7 separate regions of the Mus musculus genome follow, and regions 1, 2, 3, 5, 6 and 7 are each linked to region 4. A link is a contact called in public Hi-C, HiChIP or PLAC-seq and promoter capture Hi-C data. All regions are on one chromosome and are shown on one strand. The core of a region is the stretch at or near the end of the contact, and the rest is flanking DNA. Distances in the headings are between cores, read along the strand shown.

Region 1 (3,910 bases), core at 304-2,803, 860 kb after region 4:
TAATTCCAGTGCATTCAAAGGCTAGTACAGGCTGTGGAGTGACCATGACTGGAGCATGTCTTCAGCTGTGCAAATGTGAGCATATCCCCAGGGTGTCTGTAAACTCTCCAGAATAGCAGGGCTGCTGTAAGGGCAGTCTGGTCAGTCGCTAGTGAAAGAGGTGCTTGGCTTAGAACTCTCCATTGAAGGCTTCCAAATATAAGCGAAGAGCTTTCAAGCAGATCGCTACTGACATCAATCATTCACAGAAATCATTATATTTTACAGTAGACTTAATGAAAGCTTAAGACAGAATTAGTACTTCTAACGTATGTAGAAGTTACTTAGTAGGCTTTTTAGGTTCTTATCTCACTAGCCCGCTTCCATTCTATTCTGTAACGTGTTTTTCCTTTCTTTCTTCTTTTTGTTTTTTTGAGACAGGGTTTCTCTGTATAGCCCTGGCTGTCTTGGAACTCACTCTGTAGACCATGCTGGCCTAGAACTCAGAAAATCTGCCTGCCTCTGCCTCCCAAGTGCTGGGATTAAAGGCGTGGGCCACCACGCCCGGCTAGCAAATTTTAAATTTAACGAGTAAGTTTAGTAGTTTTGGTTGCTTAGGTAGAAAAAACATTTGGTGTTTGTGAAATTTATGTCGAATTTGACTCAACATGTTGGGGATGAGGAAGCAAATGGGTGACACTTTTGAAGTCAGGCAGGCAGTACTCAAATTTTGTCGCTGTCTGTAATTTTCTTTTTTTTTTCCAAAGATTTATTTATTTATTATATGTAAGTACACTGTAGTTGTCTTCAGACATCCCAGAAGAGGGCGTCAGATCTCATTACAAATGGTTGTCAGCCACCACATGGTTACTGGGATTTGAACTCAGGACCTTTGGAAGAGCACTCAGTGCTCTTAACCTCTGAACCATCTCTCCAGGCCCTGTCTGTAATTTTCGAAGCACAATGTGATTATGTCTACAGAATATACTTATTAAATAGAAATTCCTTAATCACTTACTCACTTCACTCTACTCTCTTAAGGTAAGGGGGATGGCTATTCAAATAAAATTTAACTTGAAATGAAGGTCATGAGAATTTTTTCTCTTTTTTTTTTTTTTTTTTTTTGAGACAGGGTATATAGCCTGTATAGCCCTGGTTGTCCTGGAACTCACTTTGTAGACCAGGCTGGCCTTGAACTTAGAAATCCGCCTGCCTCTGCCTCCCGAGTGATGGGATTAAAGGCGTGCGCCACCACGCCCAGCAAGAACTTTTTCAGTTTCACTGATTTCCCTTTTTTGAACACTAGTCAACTGCACGGCTCACTCGAAATAAAACTACGGGTCCCATGATGCATTGCACAGCTAGTCTCCGAACCGGCTGCCCTCGGCTTGTTTTAACGGTAATGGTCGCAGTTAGACTCGATGGCCCTAGGCCAGAGCAGGGCGGGGAGCCTTGTGCACACCCGCTCGAGCCTCGCATGGCGTTCTCGGAGGCCCTGGGGACGCCCTTGTGTTCAGGCGTCGACGCGGGCAGGCCCTCGGGCCCGGGGTCCTCCCCGCGGCAGGAGCGCTCTCTCAGTCCTCCTCCAAGATGGCGGCGCTGTTGGCGGTAAATTCGGGTGAGCGCGGCGGGCCCGCGAGGGACCCGCGGGGACCCACGGGGGGCGGGGCCGGCGAGTGGGGAGCGCTGGTGCAGTCGGGCCGTTGGCAGTGCGGGCGCGAGCGTGTGCGCAGGGCCCGCTCTCGCCGCGCTCCGGCCTGCAGCCCCGCGCCGCCTCCGTTTGAATGGCGCGCGGCGCGGCGACAGTTTGGCCCTCGAAACGGGCGTGTGAAGGGGAGGCGGAGCGGCGGGGTCCCGGGCAGCCAGGCGCGCGCCCCCGAAGCCGCTTCGTCCCCCCAATATCCTTCAGGTGTAGGCAGGCCATCTACCGCCGAGGTACGGCTCAAGTCCCGGGCTGTGGGACCCAGGCGAGGCTGGAAGGAAGCTGGTCTGGAAGGGGGCCGTGGGCCGGTCATGGGGCATGGGGGTGAGGAGGTCTTGCCAGCCGCGAGGCGGTGCCACGGGCTCAGCACGTGCCGCCCTGCACCGTTGTCACAGCCACGGCGGACGGTGACATCGCTGTGAAAAAGCTGGGGCTGGGGTCATCTTTGGTAATTGGAACCCCTCAGAGATGCTTGAAGAAGTGGATGGGTTTTGATTTGTCCTGGTTCCAGGAACACGGTGCCGGTCGTTAGTGGGGAGGACTTAGATGTCAAACATTTCGTACGAGGTCTGGCACTCCTGAACACGGCTTTAGACACTCGATTCATGAGTACAATTAAGAGGCAACATAGCAAACGTTTACGGACCATCTTTTTCAGCAGGACTGTTTTGTTTTTAAACTGTTTTTGGTACTGGTTCTTGCCAGTTTACCAGTATTTTTTGAAAATTACCTAAATCTGAGTTTTGTACATAAACCATCTCAGAAGTGGTATGGTAAATTGTTCTGTAGAAATGAAGTTTTCTGTTGTATTGACAACATATTGTCTGCTCACTGGAGCAAGTGTTAGTCTTGATTGTTGAATCCCTTTATACCTGGTGTATGTGTGTATTTCATTTATATATTTGGAGTAATGCAATTAAATATCTCAGATTTAATTTGGAAGCAAAGACTTCCAGTGATTACATAATTTCTCCAAAATTAAACAGTTAATGCCTTTTTTTTTCTTCCCCGCCCCCCCCCCCCCCCCAGGGTTTCTCTGTGAAGGCCTGACTGTCCTAGAACTCACTCTGTAGACCAGGCTGGCCTCAAACTCAGAAATTCACCTTCCTATGCCTCCCAAGTGCTGGGATTAAAGGCATGCGCCACCACTGCCCAGCCAGTTAATGCTTTTAAGCACAACTTTATGACATTACATCATGCTTGTCCCCCCTCAAAGTAGTTAAATTAAATGCACTACTAGATTTTTTGAAAAGCCAGGCTTCCATGTAATAGTTCTGTTACATACATTTATAGCATATAATATCCTGAGTTACCATTAAACACAAGCCACTGACAGTTGTCACTAGCTCCCAGGAGTATAGTGTGTACAGGAGAGCTTTGATTGGCCTCAAGAAAAGAAAGCATTTTAAAAAGCCAGGAGTCAGTCAAGAGAGTTATTTTTTGTCACCTTTGGGAAGAACTGAAGCATCCATAGATGAATGGATGATGAGTGAGTGAGTGGATAAACGAAACATGATGAACACACAAAGGAATATTACTCAGTTTTTTTTTTTTTTTTAAAGATTTATTTATTAATATACATAAGTACACTGTAGCTGACTTCATCTGCACTAGAAGAGGGCGTCAGATCTCTTTATGGGTGGTTGTGAACCACCATGTGGTTGCTGGGATTTGAACTCAGGACCTTCGGGAGAGCAGTCAGTACTCTTACCCGGTGAGCCATCTCACCAGCCCATATTACTCAGTTTTAAAAAGAAGGCAGTACTGTCACATGTACATGTATGATCTTTGAGGACATTGAGTGAGATACTCAACAGACACAAGACTCTACACACAACAATGATATTTAACTTAGTGTAGCTAAACTAAAGAAAAAAAAAGTAGAATTAGGATGGCAGTCACCAAGGCTAGAAAAATGAGAGGTGGTGGTGATTTAATTAGTACTATGTCCCATCACCAGAACAAGTGTTAGGCTTGCTTTATCTCATTTAATCCCTTTATACCCCATATGTATGCGTGTGTGTGTGTGTGTGTGTGTGTATAATATTTGCAGTAGTGCAATTAAATATCTCAGATTTAATTTGGAAGCAAAGACCTCTAGTGGTTAAACAATTCTCCAAAATTAAACAGTTAATGCTTTTAAGCACAACTTTATGACATCACATCATGGCTTGCCCCTTGCACTGCTGTGCCCCCCCCCCCATAGTTAAATAAATGCACTACTAAAAT
Region 2 (3,401 bases), core at 437-2,936, 940 kb after region 4:
TATGCCAAACCTATTGACCTTTCCCTTGGTGGTGTGTGATCTTTATGTTTTATTCTATTTTTTTCCCCTCTAATCAGCTCTTTTGTCAGTTTAGCAGATGAGTTGGGAGGAGGGAGAGAAGTAATGAGGTGGATGGATGGAGAAACACAGAAATGGAGGGAAATTCTGAGAGAGGGCTTGACTAGGGATGGTGGAGGAGAAAGTTGGTTGGAGAAGAAAGGGAGACATAGCTAGAGGCAAGGACATCTGGGAGCTCAAAGAACTTGACTTTGATTGAGCTGGGAGAGAGAGAGAGAGAGAGAGAGAGAGAGAGAGAGAGAGAGAGAGAGAGAGAGAGAGAGAGAGATATTTTCCTCTTTTGAGGAGGGGAGAGGCAGCAGAATGAGATACAGGGGCCCAAAGGGCAAAGGAACAAAAGGTTCGGGTCTTGGTTAGGGTTTTACTTTTGTGAGGAGACACCATGACCAAGACAACTCTTAGAAATGACAACATTTAATTGGGGCTGGCTTACAGGTTCAGAGTTTCAGTCCATTGTCACCAAAGTGGAAGCATGGCAGTATCCAGGCAGGCATGGTGCTGGCAGAGCTGAGAGTTCTACATCTTCATCTGAAGGAAGCCAGAGAGCATCCTCAAGCTGCTAGGAGGAAGATTTCCAAGTCCATCCCCACAGTGACACATTTCCTCCAACAAGGCCACACCTTCTAATAGTGCCACTCCCTGGGACGAGCATATGTAAACCATCACAGTTCAGGTAACCAAAATGGCTGGATTATATAGGGAAAAGCCTCATCGGGAAAAGCAGCCCAGCCCCTGAACTGGTGAGTTTAGGGTAGAGGGCTGCATGTGCCAGCCACACCCTGTAACAGGCCGGGACTGAGGGATGCTGGCGAGGACCAGGAGGCCAGGTCCACTTTGATATGTTAAGTAGTCCTCTGCCATTGTCCCAGGGTTAACAGCCCCACTAGGCGCAGCTGATTTGTTTTTCTGTTATTTGAAGCCAGAGTACCCCTTAACTAGATAAAGGTCAATTCCAAAGACTGAGAGCAACATGAGAAGGGTGGTTTCGATGTGCTTGTGTATGTGGGTGACCAGCAGCGCGACCGGACAAGAGTGGATTCATCTTTGGCTCCTGCATGGTAGATGATTCGCGCTCCACTTGAGGAGGAAGTAAACTTCAGATAGGTTGCTGGTGGCTGCCAGCAATCGCTACTTGGATCCAGTCGTGCCAGACTCCGCAGACCTCTCTCCATCATCTATCACGTGGCTGAGGACTACCCTTAACTAGGCTGCATAGCACACTTGTGGGCTTTTGTGAAATGGAACCTTTTCCCCCTTTTCGTCTGAGAGTCGGCTGTGGTGGAGATTAGTGTGGACTTCATAAAGGCTCCCAGGAGAGTGAGTTGTTCACTTGGCATGGCACCCGCTACCTCACCCCCACCCTGGTTTAGTAGGTAACACAGCCACGTCTGACTGTATTAATACAATTGCCAGCGTCCTTGTCACCCGGAGGCTTTGGTTCAAAGAGGCCTAGGTTTGCACCTCGCCCTCTTGCTTCCCGAGATGGCCGTCAGAGGGCGCTGCGGCTCCGCGAGTCGCTTCCGGGAATGGAGAGGGCGGGGCAGGGCGGGGCGGGGCGTAAACCGGAACCTGGCAGCGGGTTCCGCCCTCGCGCCGGGGAGGAGTCCCGGAGCCGAGCTGGAGCTGGAGCACCTCTCACACCCTCCTCGCCCTCCCCACCGACATCATGCTCCAGTTCCTGGTGAGTGGGGCCTCGGAGGATCGGGCCTCGCGGTCGCCTCGTTCCCCCGGGGTCCCGGGTCGGCGGTGCACGGCTCTGCAGTTGGGGCTCGTCGCCCTCGGGTTTGCTCGCGCAGTTTTCCTCTGGCCTCCTCCTAAGTCCTTGGGTCTTTGCCTGGGTTTGTTTATATGTAGTCCTTCAAGTTCCGAAAACTTTGGGGTGTCAGTGATATGACTGCGTTTTCAAAAAACCACTTACTGTGAGCTCTTGGCGAAATCTTCGCGGTAAGTTGGGTCGGAGGAGTCATCAAGATGACTTGGCTCCTGTCCTCTCCACGCGACTTCCCGTAGACCCCCATCTATTATATACGGCTTATTTGAGGCCTCAGAGTGCCTTTCACACGCCGTGCATTAGTCAGCCACATCACGAGGTCGCAGCGAGAGATCCACAGTGCCCTCCCTCTTCAGACCTTTACAGATTGCCCGCTTTGAGGAGTGAGTCAGACTGCCCTGCGAGTAACTCTTGTAAAAACCTGCCCCTCCCCACACCCTTTCAAGTCTCCTTTTTGAGTTAACACGTTTTTCTGGCAAAAATCAAGTATTTCTAAAATTGCCTGTTGAGGATTCTAGGAAACTTGCCAGTCAAATTTTCAGATGAAAGTTTTCAAACACTTTCAGATGAAAGCGTTTCATCTTCGAATTCTAATAAAGCAGATATCTTCTTTCTTTCCCACGGTCAGTGGCTACCTGGTGCTCCGAGAATGAGTATTGTTTACATAAAACTGCCCTACAAAGACTCAGTTGCCTCTGGGGTTTCTCTAGTGTCCTAACTAGGCCTTAGTTTAGGAGGTAGGAGTAATTAGCAGTAATTTACTTGTTAGGAATCACTTTTAAAAGCAGCATCAGCCAGCTAGTGTAAGGTGATAGGATTGGCCCTTCCACTGCATTTGCTGTTCATTGATAAGCAGGGAGAACATTAAATCGATTACACTTAACCTTTTAAGTGCTTTGCTGAATGAGGCTACCTGGTGCGGGACTAGCGCTCTGTACTTAAACATGGGTTTTGATTGGAAAATTCAAAATTTTCAACATTTATGGAGAGATGCTGAAGCCGACCATTAGATGCTTAGCTAGGATGTAACTGATGTTCCTTCTCTTGCCCTGGGTCTGTCTCCTCTTCATTGCTTTTGTTGGGAAAAGTGGAATCAGATGTACAGAGATGGAATCAACTTTCCTCTTGTGGAACTTGGTCAAACACTGCTAGTTTCTGCAAATCTTGCTTTTTACATTAGCCGTTTCAACTGTTTTCTAAATGGTTAAGAGTTTAGACCCTATCTTTAATCTCAAGGTGTGTGTGTATGTGTGTGTGTTGGGGACGTGGGGTTGGGTGGGTGTTGGCCAGGTTATTTAAATTTTCTATGCTTCAGTTTGCACCTCATGAGGTTTCAAAAGGAGCCAAGATGTTGAACACGTAAACACTAAATCGTGGTTGAGATATACTGCCCTGTCTCTTCTGTAAGGTATCAGAAATGGGAACTGGCCTCCCACTGATAGGAGAGGCTTGGGTGTGGTGGAAAGATTCCAGGCTCTTCCCTTTGATGGTGCAAGGCAGCTGAATACTTTGTAACCTCTGAGATGTTGCCTAAGTTGAAAACTTGCATTTG
Region 3 (3,425 bases), core at 711-3,210, 820 kb after region 4:
TATGAGACTGTTATTGTGACTTTAAATATTTTTATATATATATTAAGAACACAATGTCTTATGTTCAAACTTGACATGTGTTTATCTGACCTATATAATCTTATTTGCTGTTCTGGTAATTCTTTATGTCACTGTGGTGTATTATAGCAAATACTCTAACTCCTGATTACACAAACTAGTGCATTTCAATTCTGCTTTCACTCTACTGTAGAGACCATAAGCCACCCCTTGCTCTTCAGTTTCTAGCTCTTACTTACTACAGGTAATAACAGCTAAGTGCCATTGAAGCATGCGTATGCTCAGCTTTGTGACTTCTTTTCTCAGCCCCCATAGTTTCTATGGGAAAAAAAGGAATTTAAGTTTACCCCAAAATATCAACTTCTCTTCATACATACCCAATGTGTTTTTCCATACAACTTATTCTGATAACTCCTATCCTAGAAATGTCAAAAGAGGGAATTTCCCAGATCAAAAGAGAGGGGGGAAAAGTCAAATTTGCACCCATCACAAATAAATGTTATCAATTAACATAAACATCAATATAACGGAGCCAATAATTGATACAAAAGGAATCTGTAACCCACATACAATCAAAATACCATCTGTATTTATTTGCATGTGGTGTTCGGGGATGAAGTGTGTGTGTGCGCGCTAGATTCACCTGGTTTTGAAATTCTAAGCTGATCTTTATGGGTATAATCAGAGACAACATCAAGTGTCCTGAGGAATGGCAATTCAGGAGAATGCTGAGTAGCACGGAGAAGGTCGAAAATGAAAAGAGGGGTAAAAAAGGATAGCAAATGAGCAACAAAAAGATCAAAAAAGCAAAACATTCCTTTCCCGAGTAGCCCGAAGAAAGCTCTTTTCTCTTAACGTTAATAGTCTCCCACTCACTTCATTCACTTCCTAACTTCCTTTACTTTTCAAGGAACAACACGGGGCATCATCTCCCCTATCCTGGAGTGTGTGCTCAAAGAGTCTGCATTGGAAAGAGGGAAGGAACCGACAATTCTCAAGTAGGTTAAGAAACAGGTGGGTTATACGGAGCAACGGAGCAGCAACATGATTTAGATACTCACGAGGTGGCTTTAAGATGACAGATGCGGTTAAAGGAGACTTGCACATCGGAATCAACTCGGGTCTGGCAGACAGACTGGGGGCTGACTGCAAGCACCAGAGGGGAGCAGAGGCTAGATCCAGAGCAGCCTTTCTGGAAGGGATGGGGCAAAAAGGGGCAAAAAAGCCCACCAAGCAGGACGGGTGGGCAGTGAGCAGCAGCACCCGTCAGAGTGGAAATGATGGCTCTGGCTTGGGAGACCGGGGCCAGTAGGAAAGGACGTCAGAGGGGAAAGGAGGCTGGGGAAACAGGAGGACCAAGACCTAAGGATACTGTTGCCAGAAAAATGCGGGGAAAACTGGTGATGAGAAGCCCTCTTGGGTTCTCAATTGAAGAAATTCTCCAAGGAGAGCCGGCGCTCGCTGCCGCGCTGCCTCCAACCCGGCTGCCTTTTCCTGGTGATAACTGCTGTGGCGTAGAGGGGAGAGGGAGGAAGAAGAGGAGGAGGAGGCAGCCAGAGGAGGAGGAGGAGGGTGAAGACGAGGCGGGCGGGGGTGGGGGGGTGGGGAGAAAGGGGGGTGCGGCCTGCACAGTCCCAGCGAAGCCTCCGCTCTCTCGTAGCCGGTCAGCGCCGGGTTTCCCCTAAGCCCAGCCCCGCAGACACTCACCCGCCTGCCTTGCCTCGCTTTTCTCTTAGCCGACTCCACGCGTTGCCGAGTCCTCACAGGAGACCAATGAACGAGAGTCGGCGAAAAAACTCTTCAGAACCGGGCCTGACTGCTTCAGTGAGTCCGACCTTTACGGCTGAGAGAGAGACTCTCAGCTTTCGGTGGGTTCCACGGCTAGACGGGCCACCATCTTACATTAGGGTAAGACTCCTCCGGCCTCCGCTGCGCAGGCGCATGCCGATCCGGCTGGGCGGGGCGGGGGAGGGGCGGGACAAGCGGCAGGCGGGCGAGTGGGAGGTTGCGGCGGACTGGTCCACTGCACCCTGGGAGTTGTAGTCCTCCGATAGTAACCGCCCCGGGGCAGGCCGGGAATTGAAGTCATCACTAGAGAAGGCGCTCGGGAACTCGTTCCTCACGTGGCTACTGGAGCGCCGGCTTTCTTCTTGTTTTGCTTCCTCTTCTGCCCGCGTGTGTGGCTACTGTGTCATGTGGTCGGCGGTTTTCACTAATGTTAGCTGAAATGTAGGAAACCAAAATTCTACGAAACTTAACTGATTCGGAGGAAGCTAGGACGTGTCTTTTTCTGCCCCGCCCGCCATAGATAGGTATCTGACGGGGGCGGTATGGTGGTAGAATCAGGTTGAGCATTGCAAGAGCGCGGGATTTGATCTAGAGTGGGGAGTTGATACTTTTGGAAAAGTGAGCGTTAATTCGTTTCCCGGTCTTTGCACGTCCTTTACCACCAGTACAGCTGAGCTCATCCTCCTTACTGGAAAATCGCCAGTGAAGAAATACCTGAATTGCCATGTGCACATTTCTCAAGAGAACGCGGGCAGTCAGAGTAGCATGAGTTGCTGATGATGTGAAAGCATGTGGACTTACCTGCAAACTGTTGCTGGCTGCACAGAACTCTTCCAGCCTGCACAGAAGTGTGCGTCAGGTTCGCAAACTGCACAAGTAAACACGTCTCAAAGGACATAATACAACCGCAGCCGGTTCGAGCACCGAGAAATTCTAAATAACAAAATCAATTTACTGAACTTCCCGGGTTGCCTCCCAGAACTCTGGTGTAAGTGGCGCTCCTGGAGCGGTCGATTCTGTTTATTGCCTATATTCTTCATCTATTCATATAAGTGCTGAGCTCCTTGGTACCCAGTTCAGTGCCATATGCTGGGAGCATACAACAGAGACCAAAAACACAAATCTGTCCCCATTCTAGGGTGTGTGCATGTAGTGGGGTTTGGAGAAGTGAAAGGAACCAAGTTTTCAAATCCAGGATTAAAATACGTAGGATGGGACTGTGGATGTCACACAGTGGTAGGGCGCTAGTCTGGCACACTTGAGGCCTGAAAGCAAAAGGTTTAAGGGGAGGATTTAAAACAGAAAAGGGAAATGTAAGGAAAGAAATTGAAGTTTTAAAGTCTCAGTCTCGCTGGACGTGGTGACACAAGCCAGGACTCTGAAAGCAGAGGCAGGTGTATCTCTTTGAGTTCAAGGCCAGCTTGGTCTACAAACCATGTCTAGAGGCAGAAAAAAAAAAAAAAAAACCACAAAAAAGGCAACCAGACCAGTTTCTTTGGTGTAAGAGAGAGGAAATGTTGGGGGGCAGGGGGAGGGGCATAAAAATGACTCAACTTATTTTACACAGGAATGAAATTGCTAAAAATTATATATGTGTGTGTGTATGTGTATACATATAT
Region 4 (3,872 bases), core at 1,046-3,545:
TAGGGCACGTGCACATAGATAGTTTTATCTGAGATATCAAAATCTGATTGGGGTACAATTAGGCCAAAAAAAAATTTCACCTCAAAAGACTCATGGTCTTGAGGCACAGAGGGCGTTAACTGGAAAAAGTCCGAGAACACAGCTGTCCCTCCCTCCATCCCTAGCAACAGTCCGAGCCTATGTGTAGAAGAGGCAATGGCCAGGTCCTCTGAAGATTTTCAACCAGGTCAAAACACTATCAGTAAAAGGACCTGATCTCTATCCGGTCAGCTCTGCCTCAAAGGCCTCCTGACCATACAACACTTAAAACAGTATTTTAATACAATACTTACTGTATATTTAGCGTGCATTTAGGATCCCGAGGGCAGGCAAGCTAGCCAGGAAGAAACTCGATGCAAGGAAAAGTGCCTCCTAACTGCCTGAAATCCTCACCTTCCAGGAGAAACGGACTCCCTCAAGCGAAGAGTGGATCATACAGACTGTCAGAGTCCTGTTGTGATTTGTGGGGTACCACATAGACACAGATGTGGTTCCATGAGAACAAGAAACCGCATCCACACACCCTCTGTGACCATCACAGTGACTATACTATACTGTGTCATCACATATGCAAGGAAGGGAAATCTGGAAGTCTGGACTGTCCTCATGTCCATTGCTACCCTTTGTCCCTCCACACTCTCTACCCCAACCTCCCCGGGCCCCGAGACACAGGCGGACATTTTCTTCACCTCCACCTAACTCAACATGACTTTTGGATCCATTCTGAGATCCAGGCACAGTGGGAAGTAACAGAAATGTCTGAGAAGAAACCAAAACGATCTATACATACAAATGTATGTTATTTTAAACAAACACCCAGCTCTCTGAGGCTGTCACATGCGCTCTAGCCACTGGCTTATGAATGCTTACTCCTTATTTATCTCAGAACTGATCTCAAAATGCTGGCCCATGAGACGATTTTTCTAAAGCGATGAGCTTGGTTTTTGGAGAAATGGGACAGAATTAAAGTATCATCATCCTACCCATAATTTGGGTCATGTATTATAAAACTACTGTAGTTACATGTGCCTGTGTGTGCTGTGTCCAGTAGCTGTGTTTGCTATGGCAGGGAAACCGTCTTTCTTATCATTCCACCACACCGAATTCAACCTGGTATCACGGTTGTAATTCAATCATACCTTTGCAGTCACCAAGGACCCTCTGTAAGGAAACAAAAGCCGCACTTGCTAATCTACTGGCTTAGATACACGTTCTGAGAAAGACAAGTCTATGACCTGTTTCTTATTCTCCATTTGCATTACCCGTTGTTTTAACTGTAGTTTGGGTAGAAACAGACTCTGTCTGGTTTCAAACCATTTAAATTCAACCCTACCTGATTTTCTCTTACCTTCACTGTGTCTAAGTGCCCAGGTCCACCATACTCAAGGTTCTTAAAGATCGAGGTCACAGCATCGGTCTATAATATATAATACAACTACCCTGCAAGTAGCTTAAGAGCTAGGTTTTTCTGCTTCAGCAATAACACCAAAAATTGGTTCCTTAGTTGCCAAATAATCAAATCAGTTATAATTTTTGGTTTTTAAATATCGGTTCTTTCTTTTTGTATTTCACTATGATGTATCTGGCCCTCTTCTCAACTCTGCTGTGTTGTGTTGAGGTTTTGGGGATATCTCGCCTGAAGTCTTCTTATTAGTGGGTGGCACCCAGCAACGCGGAAGTCAGATTAATTCTCCAGGAGTTCCGCACCCATTAAGAACTGCACTCAGAGACTTAGAGGACAGAGAAACAAGCTGGTTCCTGGCAAGCTCTCGCCTGCTAATTTAATTATCTCAGGCCCATTGGCCCAAGTGGCTCATTCCCGAGAGGGCAACATCTGCGCCAAGTGAGGTCAATTCACTCGTGAGGCTGGGGCGCCACAGGTGCCAGATGACAAATCTAGGGCTCTGCTTCAATCCCTCTCACCCGGGTCACCGTGGGTGTGTCTCCACCTGGGGCGCCCACGCGGACTCGAGCGCTGCTCGCCCGAAGCCCCACACGCCGGGCCGCAGCCAGATACGCTCACAGGCCCCGCCACGCGAGCCCCGCTCCGCGCAGGCCGCTCAGGGTCACCCAGCGGGCGGCGGGTCGCACCCTGATGCATGCCTACCTTCCAGGTGCCCAGGCCCAGGGTGGGCATCTTGGTGCCGTTGTTGAGTTCCAGATGGCTGGCCATGATCGCTGCACGTTACAAACCCGGACCGGCAAATGTGCAGCGCTGGCTCGGGCGCGCACCTTTAAATAGCCCCAACGGCCTGTAGAAAGAACGCCTGCCATTGGTTGCACGGCTGAGAGACGGATCCTTCTGATTGGTCGATGCCGCGGTTCTGAAGGGGTCGGCGAGGATGCTTCTTTCCCTAGGTCCTAGCGGCACGGAATTCTCCAGCTGCTCTGCTTGCGCCCCACGTGGCAGTGTTTGCCCGCTGTTGTAGCACCAGACGGAAAGCTCTGAAAATAACCAGCAGACTAGAGATAAGGAGACTGGGGAGAAGTTTTGGTTTCGTTTTCGAGCCCAGAAGAAGACGTCTGTGTCTTTTCTAATCTCAGAATGACACTCTTCTGGAATCTTACACATCTTGCTTTGAATCTGATGGAGCAGATAGGCGTCAGGTGTATTTAAGAGCGTTCCCCCCCCCCCTTAGATTAAAAGTTAAATTTCAGGTGTACTTAAGCACTCCCATCCCCGCTATTAAAATGATTGCAACCGGTTTTGCAGAGAACTACGAAATACCCGTTTGTAGTACCTTTCTACCACTACCGGTGTCTGAACATGTTTAGTCTGGTTCAACAAGACTTGATGCAAAAATCCATAACCGTTAAGCTATGATCTCCCATAAGTTTCATCTCTGGATCACACATAAGTGATTTTGGAAAGTAAGACTCTTAAGCGGAAGGTTCCAGTATAATAAGTTGGCTAAACTCTGGAGGAAAAGTGAAAAGTCAGAGAACAAAAAAGTGAACAATCCCATAGTAGGAAAAGTCCATTCTCATACAGCAATGATTCCATGTTAGGGGGTACGAAATAAATCAGTTGTATTAGGTAGAAAAACAAAAGACTTTTCCTAAAATAATCTGAGTTGCCCCAAGAACTATGACGGCAATTTTGGCACTCGTCCAACACCCCTCTGAGTGATGGTCTGTTTCATTCCAGTCTCCTTCTGCTGGGTCATGCTCCAGTTGCCCCCTGATTACGCAACAGGGACAACTGCATCTGCAAGGTAATGAGTCAGGAACCCCACCTCTCTAAATCCCATTCTGGTGATTTTCCAGTCGGTGCCCTCTTAAAAAGTGGCACTTCTCCACTCCCACCCCAGGGAAAATTTATAAAGAACAGATATTTTCCACTTGAGTTTTATTAACAAAACCAATCCCCACAACTGGTGGCATGTGGAAATTCTGGTGTACTTTTTCTCTAATTAATAGTATTTGAATTTGAGTCTAGTTCTGGGGATTTGGTTTGTGTAAGATAACAGGTGACCTGACGCCCACCACTTGTCCTCTGTGAAATCCCTCTTGGCATAGAGACTTCTCTGCCTTTTGAACCTCCTGGGTCCAAACACAAAGAGCTGATTGATGTCTTGTGAAGTGATGCTCTTGCTCTGTGTGGCAGCTCACATCTCTTTACTTGACATTAAGAAAATAAAGGGGAAAGGACCGAGATGTTGTAGTCAACCTGGTTGCTAAACGAGATCCTTTCTCAAAAGATAAAAGAGGCCTTACCACCACCACCGAAGTGTGCGTCTTTACTGACAGGTGGCATCACAGAGGAGTCATCACCAGCTAGGGAAATGCACTACGTAGCAAAAGCTTTGTTATTGCAAAATAAACTAAGTATG
Region 5 (3,878 bases), core at 257-2,756, 600 kb after region 4:
GAGAAGGACCATAGATGCAGGCCCGGGACCACCTGGAAACCCACAACGAAGGCCGCCCGAGAGTCAGAAGGGATAGGTCATGACCCAAGCAGAGCGTGGAAGTAAAAAGATACTTTTAAAACTTGCCTCCAAGGGGGTAAGGTGTAGCTGCTCTTTGGACCTGGTACAAGCCTTTGAGAGAGGCCCTGCTGCCATTCCTGTCCTCAGCACTCTTTTCTGTATCGGTCTGGCAATTCACTACAGTGTCTTACAAAGCTCCAGCTCCTTTAGCCAGCCATATCCCTGATAGTTTAGAGGGGAGCTGGTAACTGGGTCCCCACTGGTCCCCACTCCTGTACCTTAAGCATCAGATCTGTTTTCTGTCAGGAGCAAGAGCCTCATTTCTAAGCTCAGGTTAGCCACCAACTTCATTTTTTTTTTCTTTCTGGGCTACCTGATTGCTGCGACTACAGCTATGATCCACCATTCCCACTGAACAGTTTTCATTTTGTTTAAAATCCACAATCTACCAAAACCATTTGAAAGATGACACCAGGACTCGCTAGAGTCAAATTTAAGGTACCCTGTTGCATACTTTAGAAAGGGGCTCCTTTCTAGCCAGTCACAGTCACCGTGAGGTAGATCCCGGATTGGAATCCAACTTCTGGTGCTACCAAAGTCGTGGCTGCAGCTGCTACCTCAAGTGACCTCCGTTTAACCTCTGTGGAGGGGCGGGGGCGAGGATGGTGAAGCAGCTCACCTCAGGTCAGACTGCAGGAGGCACCCTCCCTCCTATTCACAGGCTGAGCCTCTCCCCTTCCAAGGGGCTTTTGCTTGCTTTCCTTTCTCTACAAGAGTGCGCTCCTAGTGTGCCAGTTTGATATGGTGGCGCTCGTAGTGTGCCAAACTGATGTGGTGGTGTCAGGACCATTGCAGATATCTCAAGATGCGAGGGAAAAAAGTGGTTTAAAGATAATAGCACATCTGATTTGAGGCGGAAAATGAGTTGTAGTCCCTCAACCTGGAGAAAACTTGTTGCTTACTACAAACAACTCAACACATCCTCTCTCTCTCTCTCTTTTCTTCTCTGCATTTTAAGTCCACCTTTAAGGTTCTCTTCTCTGCTTTTTTAGTTGGGAATCCCCTATTCCCCTCTCCTATTTTGTACCTATTCCCTCTCACATCTTCATTTTTCTCTTTCTTTTCCTTGAAACAGGGGACTGCTACTGGGACCTTGAAGATGGCTCCTCTATATCTCAAGAGAAAGTTATAGGTGGCATTGCCCTGGTTGAGGGGTGTAAGAACTGGCGCTAGCCGCCTGGATGGGGTGAAAAGGTCATCTTGCTCCTTCCACACCCTCTTGCAACCTGTGGCAAGTTGTTACAATGTTTTCACCAATGTCCACGCTCCCCATTGGCGCCCCACCATGCATCCCCATTGGTCATGGTGGCAGTGACAGGGCTGTGATTGGTTCGCAGCCTGGGGTACCAGGTCAGTTTTTTACCTGAGGCAAGAGCCTCTCTTCTTATTCTGCGACGGGCAGTCGTGAGTGACTGACTCGTCAGGGCTTCGTGCAGTTTCCTGCGTGTTCCACAAGTGTCGAAGGTGCATGGTTCACCGTGGTGGCCTTAAAGGTAAGTACTCTCCTACCGTTTGTGTTCTGAGAGTAAAAGTGGGTGCTTGTGAATGCATGCCCTGTCAGTGGATATTTAATCTGTTTGCACAAGTTTGTGTGTATGTGTGTGTGTGTGTGTGTGTGTGTGTGTCACCGGCGACTTAAGTGCGTGTGGGTCACCCGTGACTCCTAGAGTGTATGGGGAGGGTCAGCCGCGACTCCTAGAGTGTGTATGTGTATCGCCGTAACTCCCAGAGAGTGTGTGGGTCAGCCGCGACTCCTAGAGCTTCTGTGTGGATCACCTGTGACTCCTTGAACTTGTGTGAGGGTCATCTGCGACTCCTAGAGCGTGCGTGGGGATCACCCGGGACTCCTAGAGCTTGCGTGGGGATCACCCGGGACTCCTAGAGCATGCGTGGAGATCACCCGGGACTCCTAGAGCGTGCGTGGGGATCACCCGGGACTCCTAGAGCGTGCGTGGGGATCACCCGGGACTCCTAGAGCTTGCGTGGGGATCACCCGGGACTCCTAGAGCGTGCGTGGGGATCACCCGGGACTCCTAGAGCGTGCGTGGGGATCACCCGGGACTCCTAGAGCTTGCGTGGGGATCACCCGGGACTCCTAGAGCGTGCGTGGGGATCACCCGGGACTCCTAGAGCGTGCGTGGGGATCACCCGGGACTCCTAGAGCGTGCGTGGGGATCACCCGGGACTCCTAGAGCGTGTGTGTAGGGGTTACCCGGGACTCCTAGAGAGTGTGTAAGTCACCAGTGACTGCTAGATTGTGCTTGTGGATCAACCACGACTCCTAGAGAAGGGGGTGTTACCCGCTACTCCTAGAGGATGTGTGTGGGTCACCTGCGACTCCTAGAGGATCCGTGCATCACCCGCGACTCCTAGAAAACGTGTGGTGGTCAGCTGCGACCCCTACAGCATTTGTGGGTCACTTGAGACTCCTAGAGAACGGGGGGGGGGGGAAGGGAGTGGAGAGCGGAGTCAGGGGGGAAGTCACCTGCGACTCCTAGAGGATCTGTGCTGTGTGTCCTCCTCGACTCCTAGAGCATGCATGTGTGGGTCACTTGCGACTCCTAGAGGATGTGTGGGTCACTTGCGACTCCTAGAGGATGTGTGGTTCACTTGCGACTCCTAGAGGATGTGTGGGTCACTTGCAGCTCCTAGAGGATGGGGCGGGGGTCACCAGCGACTCCTAGAGGATCTGTGCATCACCCGCGACTCCTAGAGGATGTGTGTGTGTGGGGGGGGGGTCACTTGCGACTCCTTCGGGTCACTTGAGACTCCTAGAGAATGGGGGGGGGTCACTTGCGACACCTAGAGGATGCGTGTGGGGGTCACCAGCGACTCCTAGATGATGTGTGGGAGTTGCCTACGGCTCCTAAAGGATCTGTATGTCACCTGCGACTCCTAGAGTATGGGGGGGGTCACCCCGACTCCTCGAGGATGTGTGTGGATCACTTGTGACTCCTAAAGGATGTGTGCTGGTCACCTGCGACTCCTAGAGGATATGTGGGGTGCCTGGGACTCCTAGAGAATGTGTGGGGGTCACCTGCAATCCCTAGAGGATGTGTGTGTTGGGCCACCAGGAACTCTTAGAGGATGTGTGTGTCACCCACGACTCCTAGAACATGCGTGGGTCACTTGTGACTCCTAGAGGATGTGTGGGCCACCCGGAACTTATAGAGCATGTGTGTGTCACCTGCGACTCCTAGAGCGCATGTGTGTGGGTCACCTCTTACTCCTAGAGGATGTGTGTGTGGATCACCCACGACTCCTAGAGCCTGTGTGGGTCACCTGCAACTCCTAGAATGTGGGGGAGAGGGTCAACCATCGACTCCTAGAGGATATGTGTTTTACTCACGACTTCTAGAGAGTGTGTGGGTCACCCATGACTCCGTGTGTGTGTGTGTGTGTGTGTGTGTGTGTGTGTGTGGTGTGTGTGTGTGAGAGAGAGAGAGAGAGAGAGGGAGAGAGAGAGAGAGAGAGAGAGCAGGGATTCCTAGAGCATGTGTATTTATATCACCCACAACTCTTTCATGTTTGATAGTGATATTGGATTTTTACATAATCATAATCATTTTTACACAATCATAAGCATAAGGAATGGAAGAAAGCCCAAGTACAGCATATTGCTCCTTTCTACCTACCACTTGCTAATAAGAAGGCTCACATGCAAGGGGTTTTCAGAGATACTTAAAAATTTTGAAAGTTTTCTGAAACCTAGAAAAAAATAAGATCACTTATTTTTATTTAATCTAGGGAAATAAAAG
Region 6 (3,904 bases), core at 805-3,304, 800 kb after region 4:
ACAGACAGACAGACATGCAGGAAAACATCCCCACACATAACATCAACAAATGAGACAAAAATTTATTCTGCTCAAACTTAAATCCTTCCTTGGAGTTTTAGGAAAGTATCTTTCTTATACTGCCTAATCCCACTGCCTCAAAGAACGTCTTCTCACTGCTGCTATTCATGTTCCTTTTGGCTCTGTATCCTCTTGTTCAGATGTGTTCTTTGGATTTGCTTAACCTTCCTTTACCACTCATTCAAGTATTACCTTTCACAACTCTAAACAAATGGATCTCACTCCCATTCTTTGACTACTGGTTTTCTGAATTCCCATAGTATTCTCCACTGTGGCTCTGGTGCCTGCTGGTTTACACTATTTTGTTGCTGTTTTGGGGTTTTTTTTTTGAAACAGTGTTTCTCTGTATAGCCCTGGCTGTCCTGTAACTCACTCTGTAGACTAGGCTGGCCTTGAACTCAGAAATCCTCCTGCCTCTGCCTCCCAAGTGCTGGGATCAAAGTTGTGCACTGCCACTGCACGCGCTGCTTTACACTATTAAACCACTGCACAAAGCATTCCTCTTGTACTCCATGATACCTTAGGGATACAGATTTCTCTCTCACTTATTCCCAACAATATGCTTAATATATAGTTCATGGAAGTGCATTTCTTTAAGCACAGCACTGGGGAGGCAGTGGCAAGTGGATCTCTATGAGTTTGAGGCCAGTCTGGCTTATACAGCAAGTTCCAGGCCAGTCAAGGTCATATAATGATACCCTAACTCAAAAACAAACAGACAAACGAACAAACATGTAATTATTCAGGAATGGGCATCTAAGCCAGTGATGCAGCATTTGCCTGGCATGGGCTCAATCCCAGGTACTACCCCCCAAATCAGAGCAAACTAAATCAAAACCAACCCCAACCACCCTCAGCACACACACACACACACACACACACACACAGAGAGAGAGAGAGAGAGAGAGAGAGAGAGAGAGAGAGAGAGGGAGAGAGAGAGAGAGAGAGAGAGAGGGAGAGAGAGGGAGAGAGAGAGATGGTAGGGGGAGGTTAAAAAAAAAAAAAAAAAAAAAAACAAGCTACCAAAGCTTAACCAGGATAAAACAGATAATCTGGTTACTCCTATAACCACTGAAGATGTAGAAGCCATAATTAACAAGTTTCCCAAACAAAGATCTCTTGGCCCAGTCAAATTCATTTTTGCTAACTTAGCTGAGAATATAACTCAGTGGTAATGTGCTTGCCTGGCATGTGCAAAGCTCAGGGTCTGATCACCTATAGTGCAAAAGAAAGTAACAATAATATTATAATGATGACGACAAAGATACTGTAAACAGAAGAAAGGAAGGAAGGGAGCGAACTTCAGAACAGACATCCCTCACGGACTTATATATAGAAATCTTGAACAAAATATTATGAGGTTAAAACCCAGGAATGTAAAGGGAAGACTGTAAACCATAACAAAATGGGATTTGTTCCAGTTATGCAAGGCTGACTCAACTTTTATTTTATTAAAAAAAATTGTATGTAATGGGTGTTTTGGCTGCATGTGTGTCTGTGTGCCAAATGCACGCCTGGTACCTGCAAAGCTAGAAGAGGATGTTGGATTCCCTGCTCTGGAGTTATGAACAGTTGTGAGGTACCATGAATGACCTGAACATCAAACCCAGGTCCTCTGGAAGAGCAGCAAGAACCCTTAATCACTGTCTCAACTCATGAAAACAAGAAAAACAAGAAAAACAAAAAAGTCCACGATGGATCTAGAGAAATGTGTCTACGGTCAAAAGTACTTGCTGCTTTTCAGAGACCTGAATCTCGTTCAGAGCACTCATGTAGGACACAGCTCACAGCCACCTTCAGATGAAGCTTCAGGTGACCTGACACTGTCTTCTGGGCTCCAGAAGCACTGCACCCATGAAACACAGACACACAGTATAAAACAGAAATAATATTTAAAAATCGTTTTAGCAAATCTCACCATGGCCTGGGGCACAGGCCTACCCTAGTAAAGAACACTTGCCTAGCATATGTGATGTCCAGGTTTGGGGAAGGAAGCAGTACACACTTCTGAGCAAACTAGGAAAAGGAGGGTAACTTCCTCTCAGCCTGACAAAGAATGGGGAAAAAAACACCCAATAGTCACAGCTAAGAAGCTGACATCACACTTAATGATAAAAAGCAGTATCTTTCCTAGTAAACTCAAGTCCAAAACAAAAACTGTTCTCACCAATCTTACTCAACAGCTGTGGAATGCTACACAATAAAGAACAGAAAATTAAAAACCACACCAAACTGGTGAGAATTTTTTTTTTTTTTGCAAAGTCTTTATTTGCAGATGGTATAACTATTTAGTTACTAAATAAGTTCAGGGAGGTCACAAGATGCAAGATCAATATACAAAAATTAAACACATTTCTTTTTTTTTTTATTTTATTTTATTTTATTTTATTAATATATGAGTACACTGTAGCTGTCTTCAGACACTCCAGAAGAGGGAGTCAGATCTTGTTGCGGATGGTTGTGAGCCACCATGTGGTTGCTGGGATTTGAACTTTGGACCTTTGGAAGAGCAGTCGGGTGCTCTTACCCACTGAGCCATCTCACCAGCCCCTTAAACACATTTCTATACCCTAGTCACAAACAAACAAAACCACATGTTTTATATTGCTCAAACAAACTAAACTCTGTGCAGTGATTATTCGTGTCAGCTTGACTACATTTGTAATCCCTTATGAAACACACCCCTGGTTATATTTATAATAGTGTTAACAGAGAGGTCTTACTAAAGAAGAGACAGTCACCCTGCATGTGAGCAGCAGCATCGCCTGAGTTAGCATCCCCAACGTAATTAAAAAATCGAGAAAAGAAAGCAAATTGAGTACCAGCATTTATCAGTCTGCTTCCTAATGCCCACAATATGGCCAGCCACATCATGCTGCTGCCCCTTCCCTGAATCATTAACAATATACCCTCAAACTGTGAACGGAAATAAACCCTCCTTCCTGAAGTTGCTCTTGTCAGGAGTTTTGTCACAAGGCACCCAGTCTACCTAGTGTGGTAGAGGCCTAAAGTATCATGAGGAGGATTAAGGGAGTCCAAACATCTTACCAAGAGCCCATCTTGAAAATTAAGTAAGAAAGAAAAGCTTTGGATACTGGCTCAATGGCAGAGTGTATTCCCACTACCTTTGAGGTCCTTAGCTACAAACTGATAAAAGAAATAAAAGATTTAAATAACTCAAGAGCCTTAGCATGCTTATTGACTGGAAGGCCTAATACAGTAGATACCAGTCATCATCAAACTCTGCTACAGGAATAATGCAATTCCTAGAAAAAAAAATAAATAAATAAAACAAAAAACAGAAAAGCGTCTGCAGATACAGATGGAGTTTATCATAAACATTATATGGTAAGGGGAAAATCCTAGGAGACCTAAAGCAGTTTTGTAGAGTCAGCCAAGTGGGAAGAATTATTCCACACAATGTGGGTCCAATAGAGAGAGAGATACACAGACTGATGAACAGAGTAGAGACCCCAGAAACAAAGGCTGCTCAAATATGCTCAACTGATGTTTCTCACCTTGACACAAGAAATTCAATGGAGGAAAGAAAGGCTTTATAACAAATGATGCTGGAGCACTGGGGTGGAGTGTGTAATCTTACTATGCAGAAAGCATTCAATTAAATCAACTTGAAATGGACCGCACATTTAAACCTAAAGTATGGTGGTGAGGCACTCCTATAATCTTAACACCTAGGAAGCAGGAAGAAGGACAAGTTCAAGGCCAGAAAGTGTAACGTAAGAAGACTCTGTCTCAAAACATCATCACCCTTCCCACCACCACACACAAAATAAGTACATCGCCACCTCAGCCCTAACCCCTTAACTTAAAGAAAAAACTCAGA
Region 7 (3,581 bases), core at 351-2,850, 560 kb after region 4:
TGAGAGCGATGGGCTCTGCTGGAAGGACGGATTTCATTGCCCCGCCCACTCTGACAGACAGGCCAGCTAGCTACCTTGTTGCTGCCCCCACTCTCTGGGCCCAGGCGGCTGTCTGCTTCCTTGTGGCTGTCTTCACTGATACAACCTTTCTCTCATCCACAGGGGCTGTCATCCAAGAGGGGAGGACCCTCGTTTTGGTCTTGGATTTTAGGGTTTCCATGGCTTGCTTCTCTAGAACAGGACCAAAACTCACACTCTCTTGTCACACCAGGCTCATCTGACCCCAGTGGGTGCCGATCTTCAATGCCTACAAGGAGGAACCAAGTCAGTAGATTCTAGTAAGTCAACGCTCTTCCAACTTACCAGCAGTAATTACTAGTCAGTGTAGGGCAGACCTGAGGTGACCCAGAGGTGAGCAGAGCCCAGAAGGCCAAGCCATGTACACTGTGTCACATGGAGGACTAGCAGCAGATAGGACATGGGGCCTGCAGACAGATATCTGTAGCCCCTCCCCTGCTCTGTGCCCCACACAGGCAGTTGCAGCAACAAGAAATGCTTTCCTGTCATTTCTACAGCCCAAAGGAAGGAAGAAAGGGGATTCTGGCCCAATCGTCCATCTCCATCTATGTCACAAACTTCTCACCTCTACTGTGATTTGGTTACTGTTAGCATGCTAACGTTCCTTCTAGGCTCCACTCAACTACCTAGCAACAGCCAGGTACAAACCTGGCTTGCTATAAAAGGACTATCTGGCCTCTCTCATGCTCTCTGAACCCCCCTCCCCACTTCTCTCTCCACATGTTCCCTCTTCTTTGTTCCCTTTCTCTCTTTCTGTCCCTCTCTCTCTTTCTGTCCCTCTCTGTCCCCTCTTTCTCTGCCTCTACTCCCTTCTCAACCCCCCTTCTCATGTCCCCAAATAAACTTCTTTTTATACTAGACCCATCATATGGCTGATACCTGGGAGTAGGAGGGGGTTCAGCTTGGGCCCGCTTAAGGCACCCCCTCCCTCCCTCCCATACCACATTTTACAAAACATATCAATTACTAAATCCCCCAGGCTTTCTAATTCACACATTTCAATGGGCAGTGCTCCCCCTGCCCCCAACATACACCAGTAGACAATTTTGGCTCATCCAGAATGACTGTTTATAACTTCATTTAAACCAAACAACTTGTCCAGCCACAGAACAGAAGTCGATTAAGAGGAATACCATCCAGTGAGTGACAGTGTACAGAAATGAGTCAGACCCGGCAGTACATGTGTATCATGTCCATTTTATAGACGAGAAACAGACGTGGTTAAGAATTAGCGTGCACAAAGTCGTAGAAAGCTGGATATCGACCATCGAGCCAGCAGCCAGGTCCTGCCCGCCGCAAGGTTTCTGGAGCTCAGCGCTGATCGGGTCGGGCCCGTTGGGTCCCTGGAAAATCTCACCCAGAAGGCACACGCGGGACGTCGCTGCACTAGCGCGGAGCTGGCCGCGCCACTCCCTCCCTACCGCAGAGGGCGCAGAGCCGGGGGCCTGGGGACAGGATGGAACCGTGGGCAAGAGGGGAGGGCAGCGCTGCGGTCCTTCCCGTGGGTTCCGGGGATTCAGAACTGCGAGACGCGCACGCATCCCACCGCCCGCCCCTTCCGGCTCCTGCGCGCTCCCGGCGTGCGCGCTCCGGACCCGGGCGCTGGCTGGCCGCTAGGGCCCCGGGTGCCCCCTGCAGACCGCGGGTCACATCCGCAGGCTCCTGTTTCTGTCAGCTGTTGTGACGGAGGCGCAGCCGTTGGTTCTTAGCGGCCAGAGTCAGTAACTAGGGGAAGCAAAGAAAGGTTCCCTCTGCAGAAGTGGAGGAGGCGCCAAGCTAGCTCCCAGGTGTCCGGAATCTTTCAGCTAAACGCATGCATGATTTTAAGGCAACCTGGGTGGTTGGGGAAAAAGCCAAGGAAGACGACTGAAAAAAACACAGTAGGAGGCCCTCACAGGGGAGGTTCTTCTCTGGAGCGCTGGAGCAAAGGAAACCTCAGATCTGATTCTGTCTGCCCCCAAACGGAGAAATCAAGAGTGACCAAGTTCGATTTACAACAGCAGGTCAACACCGCACTCTGGACTGGGGCACCCACAGCTCCCCTATTGAGCACGGTTTCTCCATAGCCTTTCCCTAATGCTAATCCTCAATCCTAAACTGATAGCTCGGACCAGGAAATTAAAGGCCCCAACTCTTAATGGGATAAACCAATGGCTTCCAATCCCACAGATGACCCCTAGAGTCATTTTAGCTGCTCTTGAACCAGGCCAGGCTGCCACCTTTCTGGGAGGGCAGCCCCTAGCTGTCAAGAAAGTAGCATTCATTGACTGTAAATAGGGCGGGCCCTCTACCTCATCTGATGTGAGCCAAGCAAGCCTAATGCTGGGTGAGAGGGCATCCTTCCATTCTTGGATTCCTTTGATTCTTAATAACTCTCCCGACCCTGCACATCTCTTAAAACTTCTCCATGGCCACCCAGCAAATAAGGCTAAAGACCTGTGTGGCTGCATACAGAGCCTGTTGTCAGCAAAGACCCCAGCAGCAGGAGGGAAAGACCAAGCTAGGAGACTTGCCTGTGCTGGAGTCCACATGGGTTTTATTATTTTTAAATTGGCAGATAAATTTATTGGCTATAGTAACAAGTGTCCGTCAGCTTCATTTAGTCAGCAGGCACTGTAATCGTGACTGTACTTCCAGACCCCACACCGAGCTCCTGGGCATGGGTTTGGGGCTCAGCAGAGACAGGGCCCCAGGGCACAGGGAGGGAAATGCAGACTTGCACCTGCCAGGCGAGGTTCTCAGCCCCCAGAAGAGTGACTCAAGGTTTGCAGTGTGACCTGCCTTCTTGGTTGTGCCCCACAACACCTTCACTCAAGGACAGCAAAGGACAGAGCCCTACTAAGGCCCTCAGGGGTTCCAAAGAGGCGCTTTGAAGGATGCATTCTTCCTGGGAGGGGTTGGGGAGGAACAAGCTCTGGAATGTTCTTTCTGTCTCTGAGCCTTAAAACCACTGGTTCAGCAAGTTGTGGGGAACATGCTGGAAGAAAGAGCACGCCATAAGACAGGAAAACCAGAGGAAATTAAATCACGGGCTCCTGACTCAGGCGGAACCCAGGCCCACAAAGCTGGGTGAGGCAGACGATGAGGCTGTGTGTCAGTCGGAGTGGAGACACGGCAGAGAACGGACTGACCCCTTCATGTCAGTGTGGACGTGGGTAAACACGTGAGCAGGAGATGGCGCAGCGGGGAAAGCCACTTGCCATGCAGCCTGCCCACCTGAGTTTGATCCCCCAAATACACATAAAGATGAACAGAAAGAACTTAAGTCTACACCAAGTTGTCTTGTGATCTTTGTTGTGGCATATCCCACCCCACCCCCCACCCACCCACCCAACACACACAGGCACACCAATAATAAATAGTAACTATGATATATAGGGTTTTCCTATATATCGCTTTCCACTTTTCCTTCCATCCCAGAAGGGAGCCCAGGCCTCAACACTCCTGCTTTTCTCTCCTTCCAAGTGAGAGACCAGAGCACAGGCACAGCCGATGCAGCTGAG

Evidence for each region. Promoter capture Hi-C pulls out the DNA fragments that hold promoters and counts their contacts. Hi-C and Micro-C count contacts between places; a contact is called where the count stands out from the background. HiChIP or PLAC-seq counts read pairs in DNA pulled down with a chosen protein or histone mark.
Region 1: a Hi-C map of CD4 T cells shows a contact between it and region 4, with 2.4 times the contacts expected there. The contact joins the promoter of Nup205 here to the promoter of Akr1b3 in region 4.
Region 2: an H3K27ac HiChIP or PLAC-seq map of microglia shows a contact between it and region 4, with 6 times the contacts expected there. The contact joins the promoter of 1810058I24Rik here to the promoter of Akr1b3 in region 4. A contact is called at or near these places in 3 of 484 Hi-C or Micro-C datasets (CD4 T cells and CD8 T cells) and 1 of 115 datasets of contacts at active chromatin or transcription factors (microglia).
Region 3: a contact with region 4 is called in a promoter capture Hi-C map of pre-B cells. The contact joins the promoter of Cnot4 here to the promoter of Akr1b3 in region 4. A contact is called at or near these places in 2 of 39 promoter capture datasets (liver and pre-B cells), 2 of 484 Hi-C or Micro-C datasets (CD4 T cells and regulatory T cells) and 2 of 115 datasets of contacts at active chromatin or transcription factors (the 230-238 cell line and bone marrow-derived macrophages).
Region 5: an H3K27ac HiChIP or PLAC-seq map of embryonic stem cells shows a contact between it and region 4, with 6 times the contacts expected there. The contact joins the promoter of Stra8 here to the promoter of Akr1b3 in region 4. A contact is called at or near these places in 3 of 39 promoter capture datasets (embryonic stem cells, pre-B cells and stem cell-derived epiblast-like cells), 14 of 115 datasets of contacts at active chromatin or transcription factors (the 230-238 cell line, acute myeloid leukemia, bone marrow-derived macrophages and 6 more) and 3 of 9 other capture datasets (embryonic stem cells, liver and macrophages).
Region 6: an H3K4me3 HiChIP or PLAC-seq map of bone marrow-derived macrophages shows a contact between it and region 4, with 4 times the contacts expected there. The contact joins the enhancer-like site here to the promoter of Akr1b3 in region 4. A contact is called at or near these places in 2 of 39 promoter capture datasets (liver and pre-B cells), 2 of 484 Hi-C or Micro-C datasets (pro-B cells and regulatory T cells) and 1 of 115 datasets of contacts at active chromatin or transcription factors (bone marrow-derived macrophages).
Region 7: a contact with region 4 is called in an H3K27ac HiChIP or PLAC-seq map of extraembryonic endoderm stem cells, with 5 times the contacts expected there. The contact joins the promoter of Cyren here to the promoter of Akr1b3 in region 4. A contact is called at or near these places in 8 of 39 promoter capture datasets (the C10 cell line, cranial neural crest, hippocampal neurons and 4 more), 7 of 484 Hi-C or Micro-C datasets (the Ba/F3 cell line, CD4 T cells, CD8 T cells and 3 more), 15 of 115 datasets of contacts at active chromatin or transcription factors (bone marrow-derived dendritic cells, bone marrow-derived macrophages, craniofacial prominence and 11 more) and 4 of 9 other capture datasets (adipose tissue, embryonic stem cells, liver and 1 more).

The regions. Positions count from the first base shown.
Region 1 is chr6:35,176,063-35,179,972 of GRCm38.p6, forward strand. Nup205 (nucleoporin 205) reads left to right here and starts at 1,554. Exons shown (of 43, transcript NM_027513.1): 1 at 1,554-1,597. The coding sequence starts at 1,570.
Region 2 is chr6:35,251,024-35,254,424 of GRCm38.p6, forward strand. 1810058I24Rik (RIKEN cDNA 1810058I24 gene) reads left to right here and starts at 1,687. Exons shown (of 3, transcript NM_001384235.1): 1 at 1,687-1,759. The coding sequence starts at 1,745.
Region 3 is chr6:35,131,777-35,135,201 of GRCm38.p6, forward strand. Cnot4 (CCR4-NOT transcription complex, subunit 4) reads right to left here and starts at 1,961. Exons shown (of 12, transcript NM_001164413.1): 1 at 1,726-1,961. It overlaps Gm33046 (a long non-coding RNA gene), which reads left to right and starts at 1,755. Exons shown (of 5, transcript XR_868974.2): 1 at 1,755-1,926; 2 at 2,472-2,794.
Region 4 is chr6:34,315,194-34,319,065 of GRCm38.p6, forward strand. Akr1b3 (aldo-keto reductase family 1, member B3 (aldose reductase)) reads right to left here and starts at 2,296. Exons shown (of 10, transcript NM_009658.3): 1 at 2,147-2,296. The coding sequence starts at 2,212.
Region 5 is chr6:34,919,442-34,923,319 of GRCm38.p6, forward strand. It overlaps Stra8 (stimulated by retinoic acid gene 8), which reads left to right and starts at 1,507. Exons shown (of 9, transcript NM_009292.2): 1 at 1,507-1,613.
Region 6 is chr6:35,111,582-35,115,485 of GRCm38.p6, forward strand. The region is part of intron 1 of Cnot4 (CCR4-NOT transcription complex, subunit 4); the gene reads right to left. Among named protein-coding and RNA genes, the nearest start is that of Gm33046, 20 kb to the right of the region's middle. Within about 2 kb of position 2,055, at least 1 of the 459 cell types and tissues checked has an H3K27ac peak or open chromatin away from gene starts, as enhancers often do. A contact at or near this core is called in bone marrow-derived macrophages, where this site is marked.
Region 7 is chr6:34,876,465-34,880,045 of GRCm38.p6, forward strand. Cyren (cell cycle regulator of NHEJ) reads right to left here and starts at 1,601. Exons shown (of 4, transcript NM_001135611.1): 1 at 1,436-1,601; 2 at 75-307. The coding sequence starts at 220.